2 separate regions of the Pan troglodytes genome follow, and region 1 is linked to region 2. Evidence: chromatin contacts called from public HiChIP or PLAC-seq data. All regions are on one chromosome and are shown on one strand. The core of a region is the stretch at or near the end of the contact, and the rest is flanking DNA. Distances in the headings are between cores, read along the strand shown. Region 1 holds the start of LOC455890 (zinc finger protein 85). Region 2 holds the start of ZNF626 (zinc finger protein 626).

What was found. HiChIP or PLAC-seq counts read pairs in DNA pulled down with a chosen protein or histone mark.
Region 1: an H3K4me3 HiChIP or PLAC-seq map of stem cell-derived excitatory neurons shows a contact between it and region 2, with 2.4 times the contacts expected there. The contact joins the promoter of LOC455890 here to the promoter of ZNF626 in region 2. A contact is called at or near these places in 1 of 7 Hi-C or Micro-C datasets (stem cell-derived neural progenitor cells) and 1 of 1 datasets of contacts at active chromatin or transcription factors (stem cell-derived excitatory neurons).

Annotation. Positions count from the first base shown.
Region 1 is chr20:23,333,936-23,336,635 of NHGRI_mPanTro3-v2.0_pri, reverse strand. LOC455890 (zinc finger protein 85) reads right to left here and starts at 1,269. Exons shown (of 6, transcript XM_024351790.3): 1 at 1,094-1,269. The coding sequence starts at 1,096.
Region 2 is chr20:23,109,806-23,112,591 of NHGRI_mPanTro3-v2.0_pri, reverse strand. ZNF626 (zinc finger protein 626) reads right to left here and starts at 1,511. Exons shown (of 4, transcript XM_016937098.3): 1 at 1,349-1,511. The coding sequence starts at 1,351.

The DNA.
Region 1 (2,700 bases), core at 20-2,519, 220 kb before region 2:
TCCCCTGTGGACTGTGAAAATAATTCAGTGGGCAATTAGACTGAGGTGGCTCTAGTCCCTGGGGTCCTCCTTTTTAAAAAAATCTAACTAAAATTTCATTTTTTAGTAAATTACCACATCGGGGAAAACAAAATTCAGGCTTAACCAACTATAAACTGCCAATTAAATTCTGGTCACATAACCAGAAAATTGCCAACACGATCGTACAAATTAAGAGACTATATAACTGTACCTAACCAATTACTAATTTGATTTTTTTATCATGCACCTTATAAGTCTTTTATTCAAGCTCCTCCCATGGACCACAAACTACAAACCATAGCTGAGTGCTCTACAATACTTGAACCACTTTTTAAGTTCTTTAATATTTTTGCGGTGACTCCTATACATTTTTTTTTTTTTTTTTGAGACGGAGTTTCACTCTCATTGCCCAGGCTGGAGTGCAGTGGCGCGATCTAGGCTCACTGCAACCTCCGCCTCCCGGGTTCAAGCGATTCTCCTGCCTCAAACTACTGAGTAGCTGGGATTGCAGGCGCGCGCCACGACGCCCGGCTAATTTTTGTATTTTTAAAAATTGAGACGGGGTTTCACCATGTTGGCCAGGATGGTCTTGAACTCCTGACCTCAGATGATCCGCCCGCCTCGGCTTCCCAAAGTGCTGAAATTACAGGCGTGAGCCACCACGCCCGTCCCCCCATACATTTTTAACAGAAAAAAAGAGGAACCGGGAACCCCACAGCCCAAAGCTCTTTCCTTTCATGAACCCGCACCCCGAGTCAGGATTCTCCCCTGACAACCCTCCCGTGGTCCCTGCTCAATCTGGGAGAGACGCGGTGCTGCGAATGCAGAGCTGCCCAGAGAGGGCTCCAGTCCAGGGCACAGTCACTGCGCAGGGAAGAAACAGGACGCCCGGGCCGGCTGTCAGCGCAGCCGCCATCTTATGGCTGGAGGAACTGGGGCCGAGCTGGGCAAAAAGAACTGGAGCGCAGATGGTGGAGCTGACTACAGGGAGGCCTGAGTCCCGCCACAGCCGCTTCCCACCGGTTTCAACCAACCCCTTTCCCCCTCGGGATGGCGGACCCGGCACTCTCACCATTTCTAGGCTTCCCGGGGGTCCCGGCGTCTTAGCTGTGGATCTCCCAATACCTGCAGGCCACAGGGCCACAGAGGCTGGGCGTCCACGAGCAGAAAACACAGGGCAGGGAAAACAAGACCTAGCGCTCAGGCTGCAGCGAGAGACAAAGGCCCCGCCACATCCTGGAAGCCGCCCTATCCGCTCCAGCTGCGTTCCTGATTGGACGGTTCCCAGCCCAGCGTCTCTGATTGGATGATATTTAAGGCACCTTCTTTTCAGGCCCTGAGTGACAGAAGATGTGATCAGATGCTGGGCTGAAAGAAGAGCGAGTGACAGCCTAGGCTGCAGCCTTTTCAGACAGGGCTTCCTTCCTGAGCTGAGCCAGGCTCACACCAGAGAGTATTTGCCCTTACCTTGTGTATCAATTTATATGCATTCAAAAATAATATATTATATGGCTATTCACAAATGAACAAAGTATAACAACAATTGTTCTAAAATTTTAGATTTTATGACCTTCCTGTATTCTGGTCCTTTGAACAGGCAATCCTCTGAAATAAAATGTGAGTCACAGGTGAATTTTAAATTTTCTAGTAGCCAAACTTTAAAAAGAAAGAAGAAACAAGTGGAATTGATTGTAGCAATTTATTTAACCCAATATATTCAAAATATTTTCATTTTAATATGTGAGCAATATGTAATTATTAATGAAATATAAATACATTTGAAACAAAATCTTTGAAACTAATTCTGTATTTTACCTTTCTAGCACATCGCAGTTCAGACCAGCCACATTCCAGGCACCCAGGAGCCACACATGGCCAATAGCTGCCACATTGAAGTACAGCTGTGATGTCAGTGGGGGTGGAGGGCCTGAACACCCCTTTTCTGCCACAGGTGAGGGGACAGCCTCTATTTATCAACGTCTCTTTTCAGTTCCGAGGGTGAAACAAATAGTGGCTATAGAAAAAGCTGATGGCAGCAGGAATAAATCACAGGTAAACCACTGCTTACCACCTGTTGCCCATCTTTCTTTCAGAGATCAGACAGTGAACAAAGGATGATGGGCCACAGGAGAAAAAAAACTATGTCTTCAGATCTGTTCACAGTCTTGACCTTTAATGTTTACATAGGAAGAAAATAGATTAAAGGCAAACTTATTTTGCTATTTGACCTCGACTCTAATGTTCAGGCTGTGGTTACCTGTTTTCTTCTGTGGTGTGGGAAACTGAGTGAATATAAGCACAATCACATGCATACATGTCCACATGTATTTTGGCATTTCTTTTTTTTGAGATGGAGTTTCACTCTTGTTGCCCAGGCTAAAGCGCAATGGTGTGGTCTTGGCTCACTGCAACCTCTGCCTCCTGGGTTCAAGCAATTCTCCTACCTCAGCCTCCCGAGTAGCTGGGATTACAGGCATGCACTACCACGCCCGGCTAATTTTTTGTACTTTTAGTAGAGACGAGATTTCTCCATGTTGGTCAGGCTGGTCTTGAACTCCTGACCTTAGGTGATCCAACCGCCTTGGCCTCCTAAAGTGCTGGGATTATAGGCATAAGCCACCACTCCTGGCCATATTTCTGCATTTCTCAACATTATCTTATAAGACATCTAACTTTAAA
Region 2 (2,786 bases), core at 262-2,761:
TACTAAACACCAAAATTAGCCGGGCGTGATGGTGCATGCCTGTAATCCCAGCTACTGGTGGGGCTGAGGTAGGAGAATCGCTTGAACCCAGTAAGCCGAGATCACGCCATTACATTCCAGCCTGGGCACCAAAAGCGACACTGTGTCTAAAAAAAAAAAAAAAAAAATACCCTGTTGCAGGCTTAATATTAGCCTTAGCTTGGAGTCACTAGGTTCAAGCTTTAATGTCCACATCAGAGTTATTCACTTGGTTTTTGAAACTAAGTGTTAGAAAATCCAGTGAAATTACTCACAGTGTTTACATAAAGGAATTTTTAAGATGCTTACTTTTTTTTTCTTTTTTTTGAGCCGGAGTCTCGCTTTGTCACGCAGGCTGGAGCGCGATGATTGGATCTCAGCTCACTGCAACTTCCGCCTCCCGGGTTCAAGCAATTCTCGTGCCTCAGCCTCCCAAGTGGCTGGTACTACAGGCACGTGCCAACACGCCGATAGTTTTCGTATTTTTAGTAGAGACGGGTTTCGCCACGTTGGCCAGGCTGGTCTAGAACTCCTGACCACGTGATCCACCCGCCTCAGCCTCCGAAGTGCTGGGATTACAGGCTTGAGCCACCGCGCCCAGCCAGGAAGGGGTTTTGAACCCTAATGCAGTTCCTGTTTTTGTTTCCATCCCCTATTGGCTGGGATCAGACCGCACAATCTAAGCTGATCCCGGTAAGCTTAGACCCAAACTTTTTCCAAATAAAGTAAATGCGCGATTTGCGAGAAAAGGAAAAGGGGGTAGGTAGAAGAAGAGGTAGGGTTGATTTACAACTTTTACAACTTATGACCAGAAAGTTGAGTCATTTAAAAGGAACTTAGTTGTCCTAACACCTCTTTATCTCAAGTGATCCGCCCGCCTCGGCCTCCCAAAACGTTGGGATTACAGGCGTGAGCCACAGCGTCCGGCCCCATAAATTTTTAATAGGAGAAAAGAGAAACTGTCAACCCAAAGGAACAAAGCTCTTCCCATTCATGAACCCGCACCCCGAGTCAGGATTCTCCCCTGCCCACCCTCCCCTGGTCCCTGAACAATCTGGGAGAGACGCCACGCTGCGGGTGCAGAGCTGCCCAGAGAGGGCTCCAGGCCAGGGTAGTCACCGCGCAGTGAAGAGACAAGACGCCCGGGGGCCGGCTGTCAGCGCAGCTGCCATTTTATGGCTGAACAGGACTGAGGCCGAGCTGAGCAAGGAGAACTGGGGGAGCAGACTGTGGAGCTGACTGCGGGGAGGCCTGAGTCCCGCCACAGCCACTTTTCACCGGTTCCAACCAGTCCCTCTCCTCTCTCGGGATGTCGGACCCTCACTCTCACCATTTTTGGCTTTCAGGAGGTCCCGGTGTCTTAGCTGTGGATCTCCCAATACCTGCAGGACACGGGGCCACAGAGCCTGTGCCTTTAAGAGCAGTAAGAACCAGACCTGGAGCTCTGACTGCAGCGAGAGACAAAGGCCGCACCAAACCCGGAAACCGTCCTCTTCGCTCCAGCTGCGTTCCTGATTGGATGGTTTCCAGCCCACCATCCCTGATTGGATAATGCTTAAGGCCCCGCCCCCTGAGGCCCTGAGTGACAGTAGATGTGATCAGACGCTGAGCTGAGTGAAGAAAGAGTGACAGCCTAAGCTGCAGCCTTTTCAGGCAGGGCTTCCTTCCTGAGCTGAGCCAGGCCCACCCCAGAGCATGGGAGAATTCTATCTTTTCTTTACTCTCTCTCTTTTTGAATGTATTCGAAAGGTGAACAGAAGTATTTTGCTCTCATATTAATAATACATAAAATTTTTGTTCAAGAGAAAATCAACTTTTACTTTGGCAATAATGTATTATCAATACTAAAGGTAATTTTGATAAAACCTTATAAGAAATCAAATTTGTCATTTTTGACCTCTCGAGATTTACATACATATTTTGTAATCTAATGTAATTTTTTAACTTTTTATATTTTATTTTTATCTACATTCTTTTTATTTTTTCAATTTGAAACAACCTTTAAGTAATTTCAAACTGTTACAGGAGACAAATCATTTAGGGCCAGTCCGCTGGTGCACGCTTGTAATCCAAGCACTTTGGGAGGCCAAAGTGGGTGGATCACTTCAGGTCAGGAGTTCAAGACCAGCCTGGCCAACATGTTGAACCTCATCTCTAGTAAAAACACAAAAAATTAGCCAGGTGTGGTGGTACACACCTGTAGTCCCAGGTGCTACGGCGGCTGAAGCAGGGGAATCGCTTGAACCCAGGAGGCGGAGGTTGTGTAACAGCCTAAGGGCTTCATCTTGCCTAGACAGAGATGATTCATCAAGACAGGGGAATTTGTGGAGGAAAAGTTAAATATTAAATTTGAACTCAGTTGAACATGGACACAAACAATGGTCACCAAGTCCTGGAACAGGTTATGTGAGCCCCTTGAGGCATTCACCTGCCGACCTTCCCCTGGTCCCTGCACAATCTGGGAGAGACGCCATGCTGCAGGTGCAGAGCTGCCCAAAGTGGGCTCCAGGCCAGGGCACAGTCACAGCGCAGTGAAGAGGCAGGACTTCTGGGGGCCTGGCTGTCAGCGCAGCTGCCATCTTCTGGCTGAATGGGACTGAGGCCAAGCTGGGCAAAGAGAACTGGGCGCAGATTGTTTTGGAGAAATCTCTATTTTAATCTATTCCTATACGTTAGTTATTGAAAAACAATAGCCAATCGCAAAAAAAACAAGTTGACTTTTTTGTGTTCCTTGAGCCCAGTTGCAAAGAGCCCAGTTGCAACTGGGC